Linked DNA regions of Anser cygnoides: region 1 is linked to region 2. Evidence: chromatin contacts called from public Hi-C data. All regions are on one chromosome and are shown on one strand. The core of a region is the stretch at or near the end of the contact, and the rest is flanking DNA. Distances in the headings are between cores, read along the strand shown. Region 1 has its middle 190 kb from the start of N6AMT1. Region 2 holds the start of ADAMTS1 (ADAM metallopeptidase with thrombospondin type 1 motif 1).

Region 1 (6,319 bases), core at 1,655-4,154, 800 kb after region 2:
TCTTGCAACAGAAACCATTTTTAAGTGTTCCCTTTTAAAAGTTTTGTCAGTTTTGTTGCCAGTATCAAGGTTCACTAGGAAACCTCGGCTTTCCCAACAGAATTCCAGCTTCTTGCACGTACTTTTACACCTCAGACACAAGCCACTCTGCGACATTTAAAATTTCATCCATTCACTTCTTTTGGTGTCACAGATAATGAAAGAAGGGGAGATGAAACTATCAGGTTTCCCAATCTTCAAGCCTTCTGTTGCATCTTGCATCTCTCATGCTCTCTTTAACTTGTATCACCACAAAAAAAAAAAAAAGACCAAAAAATAAAAAATAAAAAAATAAACAGTAGCTATAATATTTTGCCTACAAGTCCTACTCAGTTGTTCACCACCCTGTTACATATTCAGTGGTTTGCTTTCCCTTCATCCATGGTCAGCATGTATAAACTACTGAAAACCAATCACTAGAAAAAAAAAAAAGAAGAAAAAAAAAAACATAAGCAATTTTCCCCAATCCACCATCACTCTTATTAGTACACTGACTTTCAGACACAACTCCAGGTATACCTCAGATGGACTGTGTAAATACTTTTGGATCAGCTTTCATTCAGGAGACTAGAAACTGCCACTTTATCATTTAGTAAACTCAGGTGATATTTTCATAAGCCTACATGCATATTTTGTGTGCTTATATGCAAGCTAAAGAAACTGGCAATATGCATTGTACAGACTTGTACTTTAGACGAAAAAAAAATGTACATAAGTGAAAGAAACTGTTTTTTCTTGATTGGCAAGGTATATGAACTGAAGTAGCCCTGGGTGTGAATGTTATTTTAACCAGTCATTTTCTTAATAACATTGTGTTGATAGAAAATACAGTCAAGCATCTCTAGTACTAATCGATACTTTTCAATTAGAAGACATCATTTTGAAACTTGCCATTGAAAGACTAAGACAAAAGAAATGTTGGTTGTACAACAAGAATCAATTCTCTGTAAGTTTCTATTTTTAATGGAGGTCAGGAAGGTCTCAGGCTTTAAAGGGATTGTTATATCAGGTCAAATGTTTTCTAACAAAACAGTTTCAGTATTTCACTTTATGAGGTTTTGTAGAATGTGTGTCTGCTTTCTGCTGAATGCTTATTCTTACCAAAAAATGAAAAATTTCCCCACCTAGTAAGTGTTATAAGATTGAACTACTTAAGTGAATCAGGCAAGATGTACAACAGGAAGAACACGTGGCATAGAAACTATACAGAGCTCAGCCCAGCTTTGCCCAGATGGAAGAAGGGGAGCACAGGTTATCTGAAAAGTAACTCCTAGGAGACATCAGAGCAGCCATGAAACATGTGGTCTGGCATATTTAAATTCAGTTTCTACTGAAAATAACCTATGTTGTTTCAATCAATTTCCAAATGGAAAGTTGGAATTTTGGGGGAGTTTCAACAAATGTCAAAATATTCCACAGTAAGAGAAAAAGGAAAACTGAAACAAAGTCATGTATGACCAATTGCAGTGCTGATCACTTGATGCTTTCAGAGATTAAACAGTTCCAGCAGATGAGACCTGCAAAAGAATTATATGCAAATTTACTTTATAAACCTATTATGATGACTGTAAATAATATTGATCAAGTTTTATTCAACACTAAACATAAAACAGTGACCTGGTGACCAACAGGATATCAATACTGCAGCCAGGCTACAGTTTTAATTCACTATTAACTTACACCAGATTTGTTTATAAAGACAGCATTCCAGTCACAGCCACAGGATTAAAGTTTGATTTTAACAACATGAACATGCATACAGAATAACTGCCTCTGTACTAGTCGCATAGTGGAAGACTGAGCTCTAGAACATATTTTGTGCCTAGGCCCTGATTTTACAGTCTTGTCATTAAAAAAACAACCTGCATTTATGTAGGATTTCCTATTTTATGTGTGCTTAAACTGTTGTTCACAGCTGGAGCCTACATTTGCATTTGTTCCTGCTGCAACAGGAGACAATAAAGTACTGAAAAAATTCCTACAGTTAAAATAGACTCATTAAAACAACAAAATAAAAGCTCCCAAGACTTTATTTGACCAGATTATCTTATATTTCAATCAAAGGAAGTTATCACTCCCTCCACATTTTTCTTCAGCAGAATATTCAGGGGAACCACAGTTCCTGTGGAAAACAGAAATAATCAAGCTCATAAGCCCATTTACTGTCTTAGTTTCCACACTTGTCTGCATCACCATCCCAGGCACACCTCCTAATGTTATTATAAGGGGAACTTTTGCTCTTTCCTGGACAGGCAGGATTTACCTTCCAACCTTTTGTCAGAGTTCATCCCTTCCAGAATATCTCATAAAAATATAATAGACACAGACAGCAACTTTCCCACTAACTTCTCTTTCAAGGCAAACATTCCCATGAAAATTCAATCCTCATCCATCTTTAGATTTTCATCTTCCACTGATTTCCTACCCTCCTGGCATCTTTCAGCTTCTTTTGAACTCTGCCTATTAGTTTAGGCAGATGTGCAGCTTCCCAGTGCCTAAGGCTGGGACTGGGATCCAAAAGAACCATATAACACCATTCTCCAGATAGAGAACCCCATCAGACCTGTTTTTTTTGTTGTTGTTTGTTGTTGTTGATGTTGTTGTTTGTTGGTGGTGGTGGTTTTTGGTTTGTGTTTTTTTTTTTTTTAGTATTTGCATCTCTAAAGGTTGTTCCTTAGCACAGGAGATACAGCTGAGAATCTAGCTGCATTACCACATTATCATGCAGTATCAGTCCTAACCCAAAGGCACTACGGACACCAGGGAGAAGAGGACAACTTAGTCAACACAGTTACTCAGTCTTTGGTCTCTCTACAGAGACTGCCAAGTTGCAATGATTGCTTTAGGCCCTGATCCAGAAAGGCCCTTAATTTTCTGTCAAACTTTAACCATATGAGTAATCTTATTAAAGCCATGAACTACACATGCTTAGAGCTAAATACTTGCTCAAGTGCTTTTCTGGATCAAGAACTCAGTGATGTGGATGCTTATCCATTAACGTGAACTGAGATAACCAAGTCTCTCTCTTTCAGTTGCGATAAAATCTCACAAGATTTAGATCCTTGCATTAGTAGGGGAAGGTTCACCCACCCCCTTTGCCAGAGCGCTGTTCCTCATCACTGCTATAAATCACAGGAAAGTGGTTTGTATCAAGGGCCTAATCCTGAAGACCCATAAAATATGAGCAGTGTTGTTATCAGCTGTCAGTTAACTCACATGGAGTGGTAAAGTACATGGCCAATTAGAAAATATAATGTATCTTCTGTTCCAGGCAACCCCTAAGTAAACACAATACTTTAATTATATGAATTTTTAGTCTAGCTAAGCTTTCATTACTGACTGTGTTCTGCTATTCAGATATTAGAAGTGCTGTTATTCTTGATATTTTCCACTAACTAAAATTTAATTGTTTAAGAAATGCAATACTGCCATCTAGCATCCATAAAATATGACAAAACTTTCCTTTTATCAAAACACCTCACATCTGCACAGGCTCAAATCAGTTTTACATGAGCTTTGGGGACTGCAGGTTATAATCAGGACCCAGAAATAGCCTGGACATCAGAAGGCTGCTTGCTTCCTCAGAAAGCAGTGGGAGAAATACACCCAGAGGCTAGATGAGTTTCACATTTTTGAAATCAATCATCTTCATGGCTGTTGTGCTATCTACAAAGGGGTCCTGGAGTCACCAAGCACTTTAGGAGATCAGCTAGCTCACTCAAACTTCAGGCAGGACAAACCACACAAGACCTCAACATCTCATTCAGAGAAGCATTTTAGCAGGGAAGATGAAAATGTTCACTGTCAATAGACATCTCCACGACCTTTACCTTTCCTTTCCCTCTCTACAGTACGGCTTAGGTCAGACCTGAACCAGACATAGGTATAGCAAAACAGCCATAATAACTGAAAGTGCCCAAGTGGTGGCAGCAATTTTGTTCTCTATCTTTCTACAGAAGTCTTCAAATTAATGCTGAACACACAAGCATTGTCAAAGTTGTTGTTTCTGGGTGAAATTCCTGAAGGCTTGCACTTGCGTTGGTATTTAAACAAACAAACAACAACAACAACAAAACAGCTAGCATGATCCTGTTTGCATAACTCACAGCTCCGGTGATCACCTCCTGTTACCATCGCTCCTGCTCAGACACAAGGCACAAGTCCACACACCCTGTGCCAGCTGCTCTCCTCAGTCAGCCTCATGGCCATGAGTAGCTGGGCCCCACAGGTGGGCCCAGCAGCCATTTTGTGGCCCTGACCTCTGGTGAAGCTGCAGTCTGATAACCATCAGATCAGTCCCATGCCTCTTGCTGTAACATAGATATTTGTTACATATATTTGTATGTATATATATATTTATATATGTACAAATATATATAGTATATATACTATATATATTTGTACATAGTTACATAGTATATATGCATAGTATATACATAGTGTGTACAGAGAGAGTATATAAAAATACACACTATATATGTACTGTACATATATATATAAGGTATATGTATATATAGTATGTATATAAATATATGTGTGTGTGTGTACATCTTTATATATACACACTGTGCCCAAAAATACCAGCTAGGACACCTAAAGCAAACCTTATGTGCGTTCAGCAGCAGATGCAGAGGTAAAGTGTACTGCAATTTTCCCAGCCCCCAGGTTTCATAGAATCATCAAATCATAGAACATCCTGAGCTGGAAGGGACCCACAAAGACCATCAGGTCCAGCTCCTGGCTCCACAGAGGACCATCCAAAAATCAAAGCATATGTCTGAGAGCATTGTCTACATGTTTTCTGATCTCCAGCAGTCTTTGTGCCATGAGCACTGTCCTGGGGAGTCTGTTCTACTCCCCAGCCACCCCAGGTTTCCATCCTGGGAAACATCTCACACTGGTGAGCATCCCTGGGCCTAGCATGACAACTAGGACACCACTTCAAAAGGCAGGCTGTTCCCAGCGCTGTGTTCTCTGCTTGTTGTGTTCTGCCAATCGTGGCTGCTTAAACACTTTCCAAGGATGTTCACCTCCCCATGCAGCCTTCACAGAAACAGCAGCAAAGACAACTGGCAGCATACACTAGGAAGTGCTCATGTCTGCTGGTCTAGGCAGATATTATGCCTCTGTAAAATGGAGCTATGTGAAAAAAATCTTACTTTTTCATTCATTTATCAATGACCTTTCCCCTGTTTAGGGACCCATCACCACAAAAATTTTGTCTCACTTGCAAAACAACTGAACACATTCAGATAGCTGTACACATAATCTTGCATATAAAGAAAGAGATGGAGAGATACGGAGAAGGGGAAAAACGCAAGTGTTAAGCTGCCAAGTGTCTGAATCCTCCATTTCCCTTAAAGGGTGATTTCTTACTCAGAATTATAGTGGCCTACAGAGCAAGTATTATTCCCCCTGGACCACAAAGCTGAAAGTTGAAATCCCGTATATACTATCTCAGAGAGGCTGTCAGATTTGAGGTAGACAACAATGTTGTTTGTATACACAAAACATTCAACAGAGTCTTTTCAGCATTTTCTAAAGACTATTCACTGGATTCATACTACTAAGACATCTGGCTTTGCAATTTCATTTCATTTTACCTAACTTTAGATGTATATAAGATAGTATTTATGTCTGAGCTACCTGTCTAGACTCTATTTATACTTAGTGGAGAAAAATAAGCATCATTTCAGATGTCTACATAAGGGTGAGATGAATCGTGACCTAGAGGTACCTATCCATCTCTTGACAGCTATAAAGGGAGTCTGAGAAACTAGCTCAGGCATGGACTTCTGCAACATTGATGTCTAGATGAGGGTAAGATTAATCCTGTCTTTTGATTTTTAAATCCAGGGAGACTGAGCTCAGTTAGTTAGCCATCTCTTGTTAAACATTGGTCAGAAACATTCAGCAAATTATGCCCATTTTAAGCTTAATATCTTGTATTTGCCTTTACCTACAAGGTATGCATCCAAATCCATCCTTGATTCAAAGACTGATACCAATGGAAAAGTCCATTTTGCTGATAAGTTTGTTCAAGTGGTTTGTCACCATTGCTGAATTATGTACAGAAAGAATATCACTTTGGATTTTACTTTTGCTTTGTTTTTTGTTTCTAGCAAAGATATGGGATAGTGAAAAATCACATTAAAATGTAGACAGTGCATAGTACTTAAGGTAAGCATTTAATTAACATTTCATTAACGAATTTCCTACAGAATTACTCTAAGTCTTCATTAGAAGAAAATGAGGTGTAAGTCTATCCCAAACTAAGGTC
Region 2 (6,234 bases), core at 1,287-3,786:
CATATCCTCCCTCTCCTCACGGGCTTTTTTCCTGCAGCCACAGTCCAGCACACAACTCTTGCAGACTGGATTTGCTTTCCGCAGCTCAACCCCACTCCACAGCAAAGCTCTGCCTCCTCCTGACTGTGCCAGGGGAGCGCAGGGGCCCCGCACCCCGCAGGGCGAGCCGTCAGCGGGGCCAGGGAGCTCTGGGCTTTACGTCATCAAGCCGGCTTCAATTAATCAGCCGGAACCTCATTTCTAAGTTGCAAGTACCTAGCTCGTGGGCTGTTGTAAAGGCAGCCTGTAAGCCGTCGTCTTCGATGATAGAGCAACTGCGGTTTAGATCACAAACTGTTCCCACATCGGCCATCCCAAGAGTATCACATGTCTTGGCACCGCAGAGGTCCTGTAAAAAAAAAGGCAGTTTCATTATTAATCAGATCAGAGACTTAACCTTGGCAAGCAACATCCAACCCTGGCAGCTTGCCTTTACTTATGGAAAGAGCATAAATATTCAGCACTTCAATGGGTACGATGGCAAAAATCTGTCTTTGGAACATACACAAGGCTTACACGTAGAAGTAAAATGCCTAATTTCCATACTAGCCCTGCTGGAAATATAAGGCAGAAGCACGCTGCATATACTGTGAGTTTCACCTGGGACAGCATAAAGGGTAAAATAAATGGCTAAATAAAAAGGGGCTCATTCCAACTGCAGCTTGCTTTGCTGAACCTGTACTGCCACAGGACTGCCTCCGAACACTTTTTTGGGGGGACTCCCAGCAGAGAAAGCCTCTAGGGGAAGGGGGCAATGTGTGCAGGGGTCGGTTCAGCCTCCTTGTCCCTCACCTGCCTGGTGAAGAGGATTGCTGTGTCGTAGTGCTCCGCGTGCCGGTCACTTGGGGGGTTGTGCTGCTTTTGCCAGCTGCAGAAGTTTCGCAAAGTCAGGGCGGCGTTGGAAGAGATGTCGGGTCCCTTCCGCTCCTCGTAGATGACCATGATCTTCACCACCACCAGGCTGATGGAGTTGCGGATGCTGGGGTGCTTGTAGAGTTTGGCCGCCACGGAGAACAGCGTCAGGAGGTAGTGCTTCAGACCACTGCCGTGGAACTCGGCCATGGACTGGTCGGCCACCAGCATGGTCTCCACGTAGCGAGGGCTGGACACAAACCGCTTTTTCCTTTTGCTCCTCGTTTCTGCATCTGGGAAGTGAGCGAGACAGAGGCAAAGCACACGTGAGCGGCACAGGGGATGGCTGCACAACCCCACAACGGGGAACCCAGCACCCACCGGGGCTCATCACCCGACCTCGGGGCACCCTCAGCCGCGCTCCCCCCGAGGTGTGGCTGCGGCAGACCCCGTCCCGTCCCCCCGTCGGCTACCTGCGGGCCCCTCCGGCTCCGGCTCCGGCTCCTCCGCCCCCGGCTCGGCCACGGCGCAGCGGGCGGCAGCTGCTGCTGGATCTCCCCGTCGGGTCCCTCGACGGCGACGGAGGAGGTGGACGCCGAGGCGGTGCCCGACGCCGGGGGCCGGCTGGATGAGGTACTGGCGGCCCCGGAGCGAGAAGGCTCCGCGCATCCCCGCGCACAGGCTGAGGGCGGCGGCGGAGCCCGGGTCCCGGTTGACGGTGCCGGAGTAGAAGCAGCGGGAGAGGTCGTCCCCCGGCGGCGGAGAGGAGGGCGAGGAGGAGGGCGGCGGCCCCCCCAGGTACTGCAGGGTGAAGTCCGGGGCCAGGAAGCTGCTGTCGGGCTCCAGCTCCAGCGTCAGCCGCTCCCCGAAGGCGTCCAGGCGGAACCGCTCCCGGCCGCCGGCAGCGCCCAAGCGCCGTGGCCGCACCAGCGCCTGGCGGGCGGTGGCGGGGGGCTCGGCGCTGCACGGCCCCAGCGCCACCAGTACGGCCAGTAACGCCGGCACCGCCGGCACCAGCACCCCCAGCGGGCGCCCCCCGGTCCTCATCGCGGCCGCCGGGCTCGGGGCGGGGAAGGCTGGCTGCTGCTGCTGCTGGCCTGGCGGAGCCTTTCTGCCTCGGTCGTTAATTTGTAAAAGGCGGAGAGCGAGATTTGCTTATATATATATATATGGGTTTTTTTGTTTGTTTGGTTTTTGCGGGCGGTGGGGGCTTCTCTCCGCCGGCAGTCCCGCGATCACTGCAGAGGCGGCGGCGACTTCCCCATGGCAGCGGCGGGGAGGGAGCGAGGCAGGGTGTGCGAGGGGCAGCCCGGCCCCGCTCTCCGGCCGCCTCCCGGCCCCCTTCTCCTTCTCTCTCCTCCGCTCCGCGCCGCCGCTCCTCCTTCCCTGCCCTCCGAGCGGGAAGGAAGCTCCGGCGGGTCCCCTCCGGCAGCCCCGGGCCGGCCTCGGGTGCACTTCCACAGGGCGGGTGCTGGGGGACGAGCGCCGAGACACCCCCCCCTTCCTCGCGGAGAGGAGCGGGACGAGAAAGCAAAAATCAAAAAATTAAAATAAAACGAAACAGCGAGCGGGCCCCTCCGCCCCGGGCCCTCCGCTGCGATCCGGGCGGCTCCGCCGAGCGGGCTGAGTGCGGCGGCCGGGGCCGGCGGCGGCCGCCCTTTATGGGGTTCTGCCGGGCCGCCCCCACCCCGCCGGCGCCCGCCGCCCCCCGCCGCGCCGCCCCCCGCCCCGGCCCGCTGAGCTCACCGCCTGCGTAAGGCGGCGGCGGGCGGCCCCCGCCCCCGGCCCCCCCCCACCAGCCCCCGGCGGGGCGGGACGGGGCGCGGCGAGGCGAGGCGGGCGGGGACGGGGTCCCGGCCCCTTCCCCCGGCCCCTTCCCCCGGCCCCTCTGCCCCTTCCCTCGCCGCTCCCCGGCAGCCCCGGCCCCCGCCGGCTGCGGGGTGCCCCCTCCCAACGCGCCGCGGGTCGGGGGCGCGGCTTTTCCTATTATTCACCCCCCCCCTTCCCCTACACCCACACTTCACCCGCTCCCAGCCCTACTGGGCCGTGCACCTGTAGTTCTGGGAAATGGTTCCTTCTGTAAATCGCTTAAACAGAGGCACGCACGTAGGGGCAGCCAGGGTTTTTCCTTCGGGCCGCGGTGGTACAGCTAATCCACCGTGCGGCCGGAGCTGCGATGGGCACGGCTGCTTCCCCCTGCTGCGGAGGCCTTTTGGAGGCCGAGGGCAAAGAACTGGCGAGAAACAGTGTTAAATACAAACACAAGCGCTGCTGCTCCTATCGGTGACAATCCCCAAACTTCTACATTATAAAATAAAATGCTTCAGCGTCAGGTGACGCTGTGACTTAACACAAAGATAAAACAGGCTGATGACAGAACTAGCAAAATGCCTCATCCTGGTGACAGAAGTGAGCATTTCTATAGTTTAACATATCCACCATTCTCTTAGGAGCATCCCGTTCGTGCACCTAAATCTAAACCGGAGGGTTTTCTTCCTAACTTAATGTCAGAGAAACGTGGAGCCGTATTTCAGATTCAGCTGCACAGGCCGGTTATCTGTCAAGTTCAGATAACACATTTGTTTCCCTCAGCGCTGTGTAAATCCTACATTTTTAGAAACATACATCTTTTCAACTTGTGCAAAAAAATCACATGGATAGATGAACTGGATTTTCCAGTTACTTACTCCACAAAAGTGCTGTTGTCCCACACAGCGATGAGCAAAATCAAATGGGGGATTTTACTTGGGATACGGCAGCCAAAGCCTGTGCATTTTTAGCAGCGCCTTGGCTTTGAGAAACTGCAACTGCTGCCCATTAACAAGTTCGGGGCGGAAATATGCGTTCAGTTTCAACAGAGGCCTGATTTTTCTCTCAAGACTTGGAGATGAGTGCTGATCTCTACCCTTATCTTTGAGATCCGGCAACGTGCATCCAGCTGTGCCACACTTTTCCTAGGGCAGGCGACATGACAGAGGTGCGGCCCACTCATGCTGTTAGTTTTGTGTTGCACACAATAGCAGGTATACGTGTTTTGAAAGTTTGGGGAATCATGAGCTTAGCAGTCTAGAAATATGGCATATAAAACATAGAATTGAAAGGAAGGTCTTGTAACTTATTTTTGAGCTTTAGATTCAAAACTGTTATGCTTGCAAAGATACCCACTAAAAGTACGGCAACGTCCAGCCTGTCACTGTATGGATACAGAGCACACATCAGGAGGGACTAGAGCTGGGCCACTTCAGTGGCCACCAAGCCATCTGCAGCTTTGTGACAATGTTTTGCTGGTCCTTTTTGATTTAAAAGCTCCGATTTAAAATCTCCTGACCACCTTAAAACATTTTTTTTTTGAGTAAAGTCTTCCCTGTGTTCCACCAGGTGGCACTCGCTTATAAAAAATTTTCTTGAACAGTGCTTTACGGTTCATCTCCCAGGTTTCTAGCTATGCTCTGGAGGAAATGCTTACATTTCAGAACTCTTCTTAATCCTTCTGTGGTTAGGACAGTTGGTTTAAAGCTTTTTATATAATGTCCAAGAAAGTACTTTAGGAAAGTGGCAACCACTCAGCAATTGCCTTGTTCTGCTATTGCTGGATGTGCTGCTGTGAACAGGGCATGGAAACGATTTGCAGTAAGTGAACATGGGTGAAGGACCATTTACAACTACAAGCAAAAGGTTTGGCTCCTAACAGACATGTAATGATGCTACACAATGTGTGTAGTCTTGCGAGTGCTTAAATCTGCTTCTGCAAATAATTCGAGTGTCTTTAGCTGCATTATACAAGACTACGAAGCACATGTATGCGTATTTGCAATCCGTATCGTATCAAATCTGCAACCATATTATGTAGAAATGAAAATCCGTATTACAATTATGAGTTATTAAACGTACTGACGTTTTGCAGAATTTCACTTAATGAGATGAAAAACTTGAAAAGGCATAAAACTTTTTTTTTTTTTTAATTGCTAGTGTTCTAGTGTTTCTTGGGAAAAATACAAGAACTTGTAATGCAAAGTAGCCACCAGATGGAGCTAGTAGATCATCATATTTTAGTTAGCATTGCACGTTTTTATTTATTTTTTAAATGGGTTACCCCTAAGTGTTTACAGTATCTGAACAACATTAACAATGGTAAAGTTTCAGTTTCTTTTCCAGTGTTTGTATAAGCTACTGTTTCCAAAATTGAAAAAAAAAAACCAAAAACCACATTTTTTTTTTCCCAACCTATTTGTTTAAATGCTGCAGAATGATAACATCTTTAAAAAACTATTACAATTTAGAATTAAAACAGCAGATGGCACATTTGTCCCACTGAACAGAAGATGGGAGACCAAAAAAAAATGCTCAAAGGAACACTTCCAATAAGCCTTTTTTTTTTTTCTTTTCCCAGAAGTTGATCAAATTTTGCGGAACTTCTCCCATCACTGCTTGTGACTACTGAAAGGCTCATCTGTACTCAACACTTCTGTTCTCCTACTCAGTTTGGAGCAGGCTGAGAGGTTTGGCTTCGTGTAGAAAAAGGGAATCCATTGTCACTCAGGATGAATGGCTGTAGTGAACAAGATTATTTATGGATTCTGATCTACTCTAATGTCTTTTGTGATATACAAAATTGCAAAGCTTATTACTCTTTTCCATTTATTATTGATTTTGATGTCATTAACACTTAATTTTTATCAAGCAGGGTAACAGGGTGTTAAAGTGGAATAAGAGAGAAAACTATGATTTCATGACTTCAACTTTAATGACTAGTAGGAACTTTTTGGAGGAGGAGGGGAACTGTGATTCAATTTGGTTAACAGTTTTCCCATAGTTTCTCCTTTTACATGAGTTAACAATGAAAGTTGCTGAAAAAACATACAAATTTTGGGACCCACCAAATTTTATTCCTAAGTAGCTTTTATTATAGGCCTGAATGCACTCAAAATGAAGACCATTTCTTTCTGCTTTCCACTAGTAAGCTTTCGTCAAAATTGAACTGAATGGAAACTTAGTGTACCTCTGGCTGCATGAGTCAATAATTTTATTATTCAGCAAATATAATGCCCCAGACTTTTGGATTCAGGATTTAGGCCAGTTCAATTTGTAAAGGTAAGGGCAGCCAGGAAGCTTAACTTAGTTTAAACCAACAACATTTGTAGAAATTAGAATCCATTTAGTTGATGCCAGTCCTTACTTAGATCACAAAGATATTTTCTGTATATATTTTGCACTGACTTAGTGTAACACCACCCCAATGATTTTAATACAATTGCAGGCATTATAAATGATGGCATAATTTCTCTCTTTAACATTTTTCTGCTGAGCACAGGTAGAGGCATATGTAATCCAGATCACTTTATG

Evidence for each region. Hi-C and Micro-C count contacts between places; a contact is called where the count stands out from the background.
Region 1: a contact with region 2 is called in a Hi-C map of granulosa cells, with 4 times the contacts expected there. The contact joins the enhancer-like site here to the promoter of ADAMTS1 in region 2. A contact is called at or near these places in 2 of 7 Hi-C or Micro-C datasets (granulosa cells and liver).

Annotation. Positions count from the first base shown.
Region 1 is chr1:111,669,192-111,675,510 of Taihu_goose_T2T_genome, forward strand. No RefSeq gene overlaps it. Among named protein-coding and RNA genes, the nearest start is that of N6AMT1, 190 kb to the right of the region's middle. Within about 2 kb of position 2,905, at least 1 of the 3 cell types and tissues checked has open chromatin away from gene starts, as enhancers often do.
Region 2 is chr1:110,866,599-110,872,832 of Taihu_goose_T2T_genome, forward strand. It overlaps ADAMTS1 (ADAM metallopeptidase with thrombospondin type 1 motif 1), which reads right to left and starts at 2,537. Exons shown (of 9, transcript XM_048050064.2): 1 at 1,365-2,537; 2 at 832-1,184; 3 at 256-388. The coding sequence starts at 1,938.